Regions from separate parts of the Mus musculus genome. Here region 2 is linked to region 1. The links are chromatin contacts, called in public promoter capture Hi-C maps. All regions are on one chromosome and are shown on one strand. Each heading gives the region's core, a stretch centred on a gene start, on an enhancer-like site or on the middle of the called end of the contact. The rest is flanking DNA. Distances are from core to core; before and after follow the strand shown. Region 1 holds the start of Atg4a (autophagy related 4A, cysteine peptidase). Region 2 holds the start of Siah1b (siah E3 ubiquitin protein ligase 1B).

Region 1 (6,069 bases), core at 2,211-4,710:
CACACACACACAAAAGAGGAAAAAGAATAAATTTGAATTCATCAAATATCACAATGTGAGTGAGGCCTAGTGACTGACTCCAGGAATAGTAATGTGTGGGAGCTTGAAGCAAGGGAATTCCAAGCCTGGGCTACACAGTGAATTATAGACCAGGCTGGACTACAGAATGATACCTTGTCTTGGAAAAAAAAAATCAAAACCATCCCCTTCAAAACACATACCACCATGACAACAAAAAAGCTGAGCACTGTGGCCCACCCTGTAATAGCCACTTGGGAGGCAGAAGCAGGACAATTGCAAGTCTGAGACTAGCTTGGGATACATAGTGGGAACACGTCTCAACAACTGGAATAACACAAAGGAAAATAAAACAAAGCAAAAGGGCGGAAGACAGACTATGCCTGGGAGTATTTGTACATTATATACCTGACGGACTTGGATTTAGACTATGGAAATAGTTGTTACAACTCATCAACTAAACAACAACCCAATTTTAAAATGAAAAAACAAAAAACCACAGAAGCAGGTCCTTGGGTATAAAAGATACACCAACAGCTTACAAGCACATAAAACATGTTTGCTACACCCAGCCACTCCTTATGGAAAGAAACGATGAAATTATACTATATTATTTCATACCAATTTAAATGGCTATAATTGTCAAAGGCAAGACATACACCAAAAATTCCAGCATTTGGGAGGCTGAAGCAGGAGGCTTGTGAGTTTAAAGCCATCCTAGACCTTATACAAAGATCCTAAAATAAAATAACAAGAAAAGCACAGTCGCTAACAAATGTGCAGGAGGATGGGTTGCAATGAGAAGCCTCATACACAAGACTGCTTCTTCTGCTTTGGAAAAAAGTTTTGTAATTTCTTAAACTATTAAACATAAATTATCCTATTACCCAGGAATTCCACTTTCAGGTAACTACAACAAAAGAAGAAAACAAATGTTCACATAAAGATGTTTACATCAATGTTATAAGCAGCATTAGTCATAATAGCCAACAACTAGAAAAAATACTAAATTTCTATCAGTTGGTGAGCAGATAACCAAAAATGTATTACCATAAAGTGTAATATTATTAGGCAACAAAAGTAAGTACTTACATGCACAAGACTATGGTTAAGTCTCAAAACTATTAGGGTGAGTGAAAGAAACCAGACTCAAAAGACCACATATTACATTATTTCAATTAAGTATAATGTTCAGAATAGGCAATTTTATATAGACAAGGAATATATTAGCGGCTGCCTGGGCAGGAGATAAAGATTAACAGTAAATGGGCATGAGGTCTTACTTGAAGGTCAAAACATTCTATAACTGATTTGTTGTGATAGTCACATAAACCTGAAAATTTACTAATAACCAATTACATATCTAAACAGGTGTATTTTATTTAGTTAAGTTTAGTTTAGCTTAACTTAGTTTTGTTTTGGTGCTGAGGATTGAACGTAAGGCCTTGTGCATGTGAGGCAAATGCTCTACTACTGGGCATCCCTAGCCCCAGTTGAATTTTATGGTATGTAAGTTATCACAATCAAATTGTTAACATAGGGAGAAAATGTGAAACTGGGTAGAAAATATGTGGGAATTCTGTACTATCTTTGGAACATTTGTTTTGAAACAGGGGCTTGCTAGATGTACCCCTGGCTCTCCTAGAACTTGCTGTGTAGACCAGGCTGGCCTCAAACTCAAAGATCTGCTGCCTCTGCTTCCCAAGAACTAGGGTTAAAGGTGTGAGTCACTGCACTGGACTTTGCAATTTTTCTATAAATCTAAAACCTTTATGGAAAAATTATTACATTGATTTAAATCAAAATCAGAATTTATGGCTTTCCAGATGGTTCCATAAGTAAGCCCAATGTCCTGTGGTAAATCCCCAGGCCCAACATGCTTGAAGGAGAGAATCAACTCCCAATAGTGTTCTCTGACTTCCACACTCATGCCAGGCATCATGTATGTAAGTGTACACACACACACACACACACACACACACACACACACACGGAGGGAGGGAAGGAGGGAGGGAGGGAGGGAGGGAGAAGAGAGAAGAGGAAAGGAGAGGAGAGGAGAGGAGAGAAACCAACACTCTTAGAAGCTGAATCAGGTCACACACAATCAATAAGATGCAATAAAATAATTAGTATTTAAAAGAATATGTTCCTGGATTATCAATATTTGGACATAACTTACTGCATGAAAACATATTTTCAAAGAGTTTTCTAAAGATTAAAAAGAACATTTGGAATAAATTTTAATGATAGAAAATAGCAACTTTAAACATCAGCTAAGCAAACAGTACTTCCCTCAAAGAATTCCGTTCTCTTAGTATTTCTGTGTTAAAAATAAATTTCACTGGGGTCTGGAAAGATGGCTCAGGGTTTAAGAGCACTGGTTGCTCTTCCAGAAGACCTGAGTTCAATTCTCAGTACACACATGGCAACTCACACTGTCTAACTCAGATCTCAGAGGATCCAACATTCACACGGTGTACAGACACACATGCAGGCAGAAAACACACTCACACAAAATTTTAAAAAGCTAAAAGCATTATATAAACACATACTCCACTATTATTATATCCCGAATTTCATCAATTAACATTTGTCATAACTTGTGTTCTCGAGTTGGTTTTATCATCTGTCCTGCAAAGCTTAAAATAACTATGATCTGGCGTTATATAAAAAGTTTGCTAAGCCCTGTTCTATACCATAACAAAGGAGACAAACTTCATCAGTCACTTTAAAAAATATATCTTTAACATTTTTCTAATGTCTTTTTTGATATTTTCTATAAAAGATAAGCCTTGCATCTCTTCTGCTGCAGCACTATTTGGAAATTCACCTTTAAAAAAAAATCCACATTGTTAGCTTAGCAATCTAGCAAAGTCTCGATGGTAATTGCCATTACCATGTTATTAAAGTGACAACATCATATACCCTGATATCCCTAAGGTGACCGCTGTTACTCACTGAGGTCTCTTAGGTATCTAGTGGCTCCTATGGCATCACACCCTGTCTTTAGCATCATTCTGGCACATCACCTCTGTATGGTGTAATGTATAACCTGTGTTGTAGCAGAGCCTTACTCTGATGCCACTCCGGAGAAATGCCAGAGTAACTAGCCTGTGCTTCTTTCCACTCCTTAAACAGTGGTAGGGAGGGGGAGGGTAGCTACAGTCAATGGTTCAAGCTCAGAGGTAGTACTCTGCTCCAACTCTGTCCCTTCCGCCTGCCACTGCAAGTGAGGGCCCCGAGGGACAAGATCTGTAGGATCCCAGAACTCTCTTGCGCTGCTACAGTTTTCATTTCATGTGGCCAACTTACTGGCCCACCAAAGACCACCCACCCTAGCTTTTTCACACAGTACTACCAGAAGCCGCTCCCATTACCTGACTCCATTCTCCAGCTGTCATCCTGGGCCAATTCCACCGGCAACTTGACTACGGCTTTCTCTAAGGATTCTGGGACTTGTAGTTCCACTTTGCTAGGACCCGGAACTGAGTGACTTCCAAAGACGCCTCCAGGCCTGGATCTGCTTTCAAACTGCAACTCCCAGAAGCTCCAGGCTATGGGCGGGGCTACAAGGAAAACAAAGATCAGTGATTGGAGAATTTCTAGTACTTTGATTGGTCGCCGGAACAGGAAATGCGAGTGGGCGGGGCTTGAGTTTCACGGAGGTCTTGGGAAGGCGAAATGGAGGGGTGTGTGTCTAACATAATGATCTGTAACCTGGCCTACAGTGGGAAGCTGGATGAGTTGAAGGAGCGCATTTTGGCTGATAAATCTCTGGCTACTAGAACTGATCAGGTAAACCAGCCCGAGGGCTTGTCGCCTAGCAGCGGGTGTCAACGAAGCCCTACATGGCTTCCGGGTCCTAACTTGGTGTGAGGCCACTTCTGCGCTCCTCCCGCCCACTCCTCCCTCTAGTAGCCTTGGGTTAAAACACGACTCCTGGTCCAACTGTAACCCCTCAGAGACTTTGGGACAGGGTGGGGAGGGGAAGCTAAGCTTGCTGAATTTCATATATTTCTAGAACACCCACCGCTTTTCTCAGAAATTTCCAGAGTTAAGAGACAGCGCGATGGAGATCTGTGAAAAAAGCTTGTTAGGTGGATTTTTCTTTAGTTGTAATCCCAGTCAGTGGCCCACGAGTAACCAAATGCCCTTTGTGTGTATGTCAGGAAGTTTGAGAGGAGCTGGGAATTTCAGTCAAGTCGGAAAAAAACAGGCATAAATGAAATAACGGTACATGTCTTATTACATATTTTAAATCCCCCAGAAAGAAGTTTACATCATTTCAGAACATAGAAGGAGAAGACATGATAGGAATAGTTGGGAAGGGCTTTGTATAGAAGGGGAGGTGATTTACACTGTGAAGAAAGAATGGGGTTCCATGTGGGGCGAGTGAACTGTGGCAAACAAAAGAGAATGGACATTGGGAAGTATTTCTGTTCAGATCAACTAAGTCTCAGGTTTTTATTGTGACTTTCCAAATCATAGGTTGCCTTCTGTGTTGAGAGGCAAGTGTTAAACATTAGTAAGACAGTACATCATACTTCAGAACTTCCATGTTGTCTCTTTTAGAAGAGAAATCGGAGAGACTGCTTTTTTTTGTCCTGGAATTTTCCTTTATTACTCAACAGTAGAATTCCCCTATGTTCACCGCGTTTGCTTTTGTGATGGTCTGGTGATGTGGTTTAAATTTAATAACGTGTATTAAGACTTAATCCACTAAAAATAAGGAGTCAGTGACATAAAAGAGACTGCTAATCAGGATTAAGAAGTTAAATACAACAACCAAATGCAATTAATTTATAGACTTTATTTGCATCCAGATGTAAACCACCTGGAAATGGGCTTATAGGAGACTATTGGTTTTAAGTGGGATAATTTTTTTTACTTTATGTAAATTTTTTGTTGTTATTTAAGATATGATCTCCCTATGTAATCCAGGCTGTCCTTCCAATGAAGATCCTCCTGTCCAGCCTCCCAAGTTCTGGAAGGTTTGCATTACCACCATGACAAAGAGTTAAGGAATGTCACTTTAAAAGGTCCAATAATGATCTTGTGCTTGTTTGTTTTACAAAAGTGATTTTATTTTTTAGGTGCTGAAATAATTAGAGGTGAACAGTCATGGCCTTTAGGATTCTGTTTTAAAGAAACCTCGGCAGGACTGCAGAGGTGGCCCAGTGGTTAGGAACACATACCTTCCTTTTTTCCCAACTTCCTGTAACTCCAGCTGCAGGGGGATTCATTGCATCTGGCCTCCCCACGCCCATGTGGTCACACGCACATACCCATCCACATGCACACAGTTCAAAGGGAAATAAAACGTTTGAAAAGAAAATTCAAGTAATAAAATCTAGAAGTAAATATGGCAAGATTTTGGTTGTTAAGGCTAAGGAATAGGGCATGTGATCGCTGTCATATCTCCTCTATTTTATGTGTATTTGAAATTTTCATAAAGTTGAACGGCTGACTGGGGACACTGACAGGGAAGGCTGTGGACACTTGTGGCTCCTTTCCTGGGTACCAACAGCATCTCCTCCCAAAGAGACACCTCCCTAAGTGTCATTTAAAGGCTGTATAAACACTCTTATACATACACTCTCATACACTCGCATTCACACTCATACACATACACACAATACACACATACATACAACCATCACTTTATATTTACTCAGGACTAAGAAGAACAGCAATAGGCACAAATAGGAACTGTCTTTAAGAATCATGATACTTAACTTAAAAAATAATAATTTTGTTGCACTGATTCTGTGGGGTGTGTTATAAAATACTCTCAACTATTTGTATAAACATTTCTCATTTCATTCACTGTAACCTTCATGTGTTCAGCACATATAGTGGCATATGCCTGTAAAACTAGCACATAGGAGGAACAGCATTGAGAATTTCAAGCTAATGTGGGCTACATAGCAAGATCAGAAACAAAACAGAAATTCACGTGTTCTCTGTAGAGCCTCTCACTTGAAGTCTGGTGGTAATAGAGATTTCATAGGCCCAGACCATGGGTAAATTGCATGACCCTGGATAAGTTGC
Region 2 (6,069 bases), core at 1,587-4,086, about 23 Mb before region 1:
AATCAGCAGTAAAGAAAAGACTTTTAGTTGGGGTGAGGAAACACATACACACACACACACACACACACACACACACACACATACAGAGCACAAAGGACACAGAGAAAAAGACCCTCTACAAAGTAGAGGGGGAGAGCCAAGAAGGTAAAGTCCAGCCCTCAATGAGGGCTGGGCATTTTAAAGGTCTTTTGAGATGGGTCTTGCCCCCAGTTTAAGGTTGATCAGTTTGAACAAAGGGAAGGGAGGCTGAGAGCTCCACATGTCTGGGGGAAACAGGTTCCGTTTTGGCCTTGGACTTGTTGGACAGGAAGGGGGTCCCTACTAGTAAGAGAAAAAACGCCCAACAGGCTTTTTTTTTTTTTCAGACAGGGTCTATCTGTGTAGTCTTGGCTGTTCTGGAGCTCACTTTGTAGACCAGGTTGGCCTCGAACTGAGAGATCCACCTTGGGCCTTTGTTTTAAACTGCCTGTCATTAGTCTCTGGTCAGGAGGATGAGGAAGAAGCCAGCCATCTTGGAAACTCACCATCTATTGCCTAGTCATAGCCCCAAACTCTTACCTGTTTGCCTGTCAGGGAGTCTGATTAGCTCTTTGTCCCCAGCAAGGAATCACAAGTTTCCCTCAGGACAAGTGTTTGGAAGTATGCTTTATGAAACCCATATCTTGATCGGCTTTTATGAATACTCTAAAACCTTAAAATAAGTTTCATTTCTTCTGTTCTGTAGCCCTTTTAGAAACGTAGAGCCGCATCTACTTCCCACCTTCAAGTACTGTTTTGAATCTGATGATTTGCAATTGGATGCCTATTTATTCGCCTCATTTATCCCCATGTCCAAATCTTTAAAATACTTCTCTTGTAGAATGTTGTGTACATTTTAGTAGGCTGCTTCGAGTCATTTCTGAAAGATGAAGGATAAATAATGCTATCAAATTCAAAACAGTCATGTTTATAGGGTGAGGCAGAAACTAACAAACCAACAAACAAAAAACATGGATGGCATTTTGAGAAATAAATGAGGGGTCTCAGGGCCAGGGTGAACTTAATAAAAATGCTTTGTTAAAACCTATTCTTTAAAACTGGAGGTGAGGGGCTGGTGAGATGGCTCAGGGGGTAAGAGCACATGACTGCTCTTCCAAAGGTCCGAAGTTCAAATCCCAGCAACCACATGGTGGCTCACAACCACCCGTAACATAAATCTTAAAAAAAATATTTAGAGTTATAAAAAAAAAACTGGAGGTGGGGGCAGACACCTGTAGTTCTAGCACTTGGACTGCAGAGGCAGGTGAATAGCTGAATTTGAAGCCTGGCTACACAGAGAAACCCTGTCTCAAAACACACACACACACACACACACACACCAAAAACCTGTTCTTTACTCTGTGCTCGTCTAAGGTCAGGATTGTTACCCTGTGCATACACACACTGTCTTCAAGCCACACAAGGGTGGAAAGTGGAGGAGAGGGAAACTCATATTTTAAAGTGATCACAAAATCGTGACTGCTGACACATGGAACTAATCTTTGTGTGATGGAGGGGAAACTTGTAACCCTCCACACAAATGAAAAGGCGATATTGTCAGTGAATATTTGTTGAGAATTTGATTGTGTGAGGGCTGTAGTAACTACTATGGAAATGGCCAGTGGTTTCATGCTCCCAGCTACTCCTGCCGATTGGATCAACACACCAGCTCTTACCAAGCACTGGTTCCACCTATCCAGTCTCTTATCACATCTTTTTTTATTTATTTATCTTGTCCTTGAAGCAAAGAACTTCAAGATTCTTTCAGGCTTCTTGTACTTTCAGAATATAGTCACAGATTTTGAATGTAGGAACAAAGAGCGAATGGAACGGTTTTTTTCCTCCCTGTGTGCCCATTCAGAGTTTTTTGGGTTAGCATTGTCTCTGTGGGAGCCAAATTATAAGAGTAATGTCGGAGTATGGGGTAGGGGTGGAGGGCTTCAAAGCAGAGATGAAAGTGTGGTGCAGTCTAGAGAGCTTCATAGTATGAGGGAGAGCTGGTGCCTAGAAAAAGTCATAAGAACTAGAAGGGCAGTGTGCTTCCTCCACGTACCTGTCTAAAATTTAAAGCCTGCTGAGTGAGAGGCTGGAAGAAACACTGGGTTGGCTCCCCAGGTCTCATTAAAAGGGCACGAAAAAGCCGGGCATGGTGGCGCACACCTTTAATCCCAGCACTTGGGAGGCAGAGGCAGGCAGATTTCTGAGTTCGAGGCCCAGCCTGGTCTACAAAGTGAGTTCCAGGATAGCCAGGGCTACACAGAGAGACCCTGTCTCGAAAAACCAAAAAAAAAAAAAAAAAAAAAAAAAAGGCACGAAAAGGAATTGCGAGGTTTCAGTTCCACCACTGAACCCCACCACTGGGCAAGCAGTTTTGTTTCCCATCGGTTTCTGCTCATAAATTACCACTGGCAGAAACACGAAAAAATAAAAGTGTCATTACTTTACTTTTTATTTATTTATTTATTTAGCATCTAGAATTTGGACTGTTTTCAAGAGGGACTTTGGGGTATCCTTTTTCAAGAGAGACACTCGATCTGGCGAGAGAGGGGCGGCCAAGGTGAAGGCCACGGTAGGTGATTAGGGAACCTCTGAGGTGTCTTAGACTTAAAGCAGTAAAATATGCTTGCAGGGGAAAAGAGGTCTCTTTGAGAGGCGGGCTCATAGCTTGCTCTCAAGCCAAGCTCTGATAGGCCAATAAGAAAGTCTAACGAAAGAGGGGACGTGACGTGACGTGACCCAGCCAGGCTTCGGCACCATGGTAACGGCATCACCCATAAGAAGGAGCTAGTGGTACAGCCCGGAGGAAAAGGCGTGGTCTAAGCGACGGATGGAGGCGGGCTGGTGACATGGGCGGAGCGCGAAAATCGGCCTGTGGTCTTAGGCGCAAGGGTGATCGCATGCCGCTGTTCGAGATCAAAGGCCTGGGCAAGTCACTTGTGGCTGTTCTCAGGGTCTCCTCAGCGGTCTCCCTGTAGAGCTGCGGTCGAAAGCCGGAGCCGGAGCCGGAGCGAGCCAGAGCCGGATTGAGCCGGAACCGGAGCTACCGGAGGGCGGGACTTCCGGTTTCTGGGCCCAAGACAGAGGGCGGGTCAGGAGTCAAGGTCTCGCGAGGCTGCGGCGTGAGGTAAGGGGGCGTAAGCAAGCTCCTCATAGGCTGGCAGCCTCGTGCCGGGAGCCCGCGCGGAGGTTGAATTCGGTAAGGATGGGCGACTGTGTGTGACCGCGGCCGCGGGGTCGCAGGGCCTGTCTGTGGGGACAAGGACTACCCCTTTGGCCTTTACACGCACTGTCTTGAGGTACCTTGGTCCGGGGAGACCCGAAAGATGTAGGTCCGAGAGTATAACGGAGGGGCTACTCGAGCTTCCCCCAGGAACCGGCTTCCCAGGGCGCTCTCGTCAGTACAGGGTCACTAACTAACCCCTGGGGATTGGATCCGGTTTGGAGATGGGGCGACTGCATTTCTAGACACCGAGGCTGAAGACGCTGGAACTCATCCGGATTGGGGGGGGGGGGGACGGATAACGCCACCCTCCAGGGTGGGCATTGGTAGCACAGTAGTGTCGGGAACACAAGTCTGACCCGTCTCCACTTCTCAAGTTCTTAACATCTTTTTTTTTTTTTTCTTTTGTGCCCTACTCCAGATCGAGAGACCAGGAACTTCAAAATAGTGCCTGGGATCCGGATGACAGCAGGCATTAAGGGCTGGCTACTGGACTGAAGCTGCTGGAAACTTGTAAGTATAACTCCACCTCGTTTGTCTTTTCCTGAAAAAGCTTGAGAAATAATTTGAATGTGTACACCTTAGTTTGAATAATCTCTTCTGAAAACCACGGTTGCTTTTTCTCCTGCTTTCTGGACTGTAAGTCTGCCAATCTCCCCTTTGCTATCCAAAAGTTTGGTTGGCATGTGTGTGCCCGAAGAACTGTGAGCATGACTAGTATGCACAACAAAGCTTTTCTTTTTGAAACTTTAAGCATGCTGAAGTTATGCAGAAACGGAGAGAGAGTTGCAACCAGTGTCAACTATCTCAGAGTCTAGTGTGGCCTGTTTGAGGTCGTCTTTTTTTGATAAGGCAGGTCTCTATACTTCTGTTTATTTCTGTGGATCTCAACCTGTCCAGAGGTTAGATTTTTAACATTTTCAAGCAGTTCAGGGTTAATTCTAGCTGGATGGTGTGTAAGTGTGTGCCTTGCTGTGAACATGGAAAATGGAGTGAATTAGAAGATGGTTTTTCTCACATCCCTCTCTAGTCCTTTCCTGTAAGTTATGTCTGTTGAGGTCTCCTGCCGTAACATAGCTGTAGACATTTTGTTCCATGCCTGCCAGCTATTTCATATTGTTGCAGTAATATGGGTACCAGTCATTAACACAGAAAAATAACTTGACTCAAAGCAGGGTCATGCTGACCACATACCTTGTTATGTTCCGAGGTTATGACGTTTGTTAATCTTAAGAAATTCCACAACTATAAGCTTCACCAGTAGGACCTATCAAATTAAAGAACTGTTATGTGACTTCCAACATTGGCATATGAGCTCATTGTGGTTTTAGTTGTTTTAGCCTTTATAAGCTGGCCCTGAGAAATGTTTGGGGTCATAGTTCCCAAAGTCTGAGCTGTGTCAGTCAGTCCTACGGTGTGTTGTTTAATAAACCATCCCTGTTTGACTGAGGTTGGTGTTCATGTGGTTTGTGGGGTGACTCCTGAATCCCAACAATATCCAGGTCCTGATAATGCCAGGCAGAAGGGAGTAATTATAATAGGAGATAATAATTTTAGTTTTAACTATGGGTATGTGTGTAGGCTTCTGCATGAGTCCACTAAAGTAGAAAGAGGCTGCTGGGTCACCTGGAGCTCGAGTCACAGGCAGGTAGGAGCAGCCTGCCATGGCACTGAGACTGGAACTCACTCAGGTCCTCTGGAAGAGCCTTTGACCATGGAGCCACCTCAGCTCCAGGACTTAATTATTCTCCATTGTGTGCATCTTCCTGAGCCCTGTAGCTATTAAAGGGCATTTCTGACCTCTCAATAGCACCTTCCCCCAAATGATCACACTAAAATGGGTCTCAAGACATGTCCAGACCTCCCCTGATCACATTCAAAAGGGTCTCAAGACATGTCCAGACCTCCCCTGAGAAGGATGATGTTGTTAGAAAACCACGGAGACAAGACTTGTGTATATGTGATCTTGATGAGTTTAATGAAATGTCTAATATCTTTTAAATGATTAATATGTATCCACTATTGACAATGAATTAGTGTTTTTGAACATTACTTTGCTCTAAGGGTTTCTCAACTTCTTTGCAGTTTATTAATTCATGTAGGAGAGGAAACTCATTACTAGTGCTAGGTTAGTTCCACCCGAGGCTTGAAAGTGCATCATGAACACACTGCCACTGGCAGTTTCTTTTCTCCAGCATTGATTGTAGTTTCACTGAAAGGAATTAGCCCTGACCAAAATACATTCCTGGCTGCTGGTTATGCCTACACCCTCCCTCGCCTGGTTATTCAGAACACTCGCACTTGATGTGCTTAGGCTTAAAAGGTCATGTTCATCTAGTTACTAATGTTTTTGTGAGTGGGACTTTTCTTTCTGCAGGTTATTATTATGATTTGGTTTTATGTATGGAAGTTAAAAGCTGAAGGCCTGAAATCGCAATGTTCATATTAGGATTGTTTGCTGGGTTTGGTCCTAACCAAGAAAACAAAAATAGTGGCCCACAGATGCGGAACTTGATTTGATTGACTTCCCATACTGTAAGCCATGTTCATATTTCTAAATTGTTTTGAAAAAAAATAATGTACAGTAGGCCTTGATTGAGCTTTCAGGATGCTATCTACACTGTCTCAACCTATTTCTACCCAGGAAATATTATGGTCTTTGCTGCGCTCCTGAGTATATGTCCTCTAGTGATAATGCACCCTTGGTAATACTCACTGTTTCTGGCAACTTCATTGACAGGGGAAGACCAGGTGTACACTCAAGACCTAGAATGACCAAGAATGTGGAACCTTAAAAAAAGGTAAAGTGCGCTGGGCGTGGTGGCTCATGC

The links. Promoter capture Hi-C pulls out the DNA fragments that hold promoters and counts their contacts.
Region 2: a promoter capture Hi-C map of pre-B cells shows a contact between it and region 1. The contact joins the promoter of Siah1b here to the promoter of Atg4a in region 1. A contact is called at or near these places in 1 of 39 promoter capture datasets (pre-B cells) and 1 of 484 Hi-C or Micro-C datasets (CD4 T cells).

Annotation. Positions count from the first base shown.
Region 1 is chrX:140,954,298-140,960,366 of GRCm38.p6, reverse strand. It overlaps Atg4a (autophagy related 4A, cysteine peptidase), which reads right to left and starts at 3,460. Exons shown (of 13, transcript NM_174875.5): 1 at 3,396-3,460. The coding sequence starts at 3,405. It overlaps Psmd10 (proteasome (prosome, macropain) 26S subunit, non-ATPase, 10), which reads left to right and starts at 3,656. Exons shown (of 5, transcript NM_016883.4): 1 at 3,656-3,813. The coding sequence starts at 3,700.
Region 2 is chrX:164,073,260-164,079,328 of GRCm38.p6, reverse strand. It overlaps Siah1b (siah E3 ubiquitin protein ligase 1B), which reads left to right and starts at 2,836. Exons shown (of 4, transcript NM_001308385.1): 1 at 2,836-3,142; 2 at 3,660-3,751; 3 at 5,979-6,039.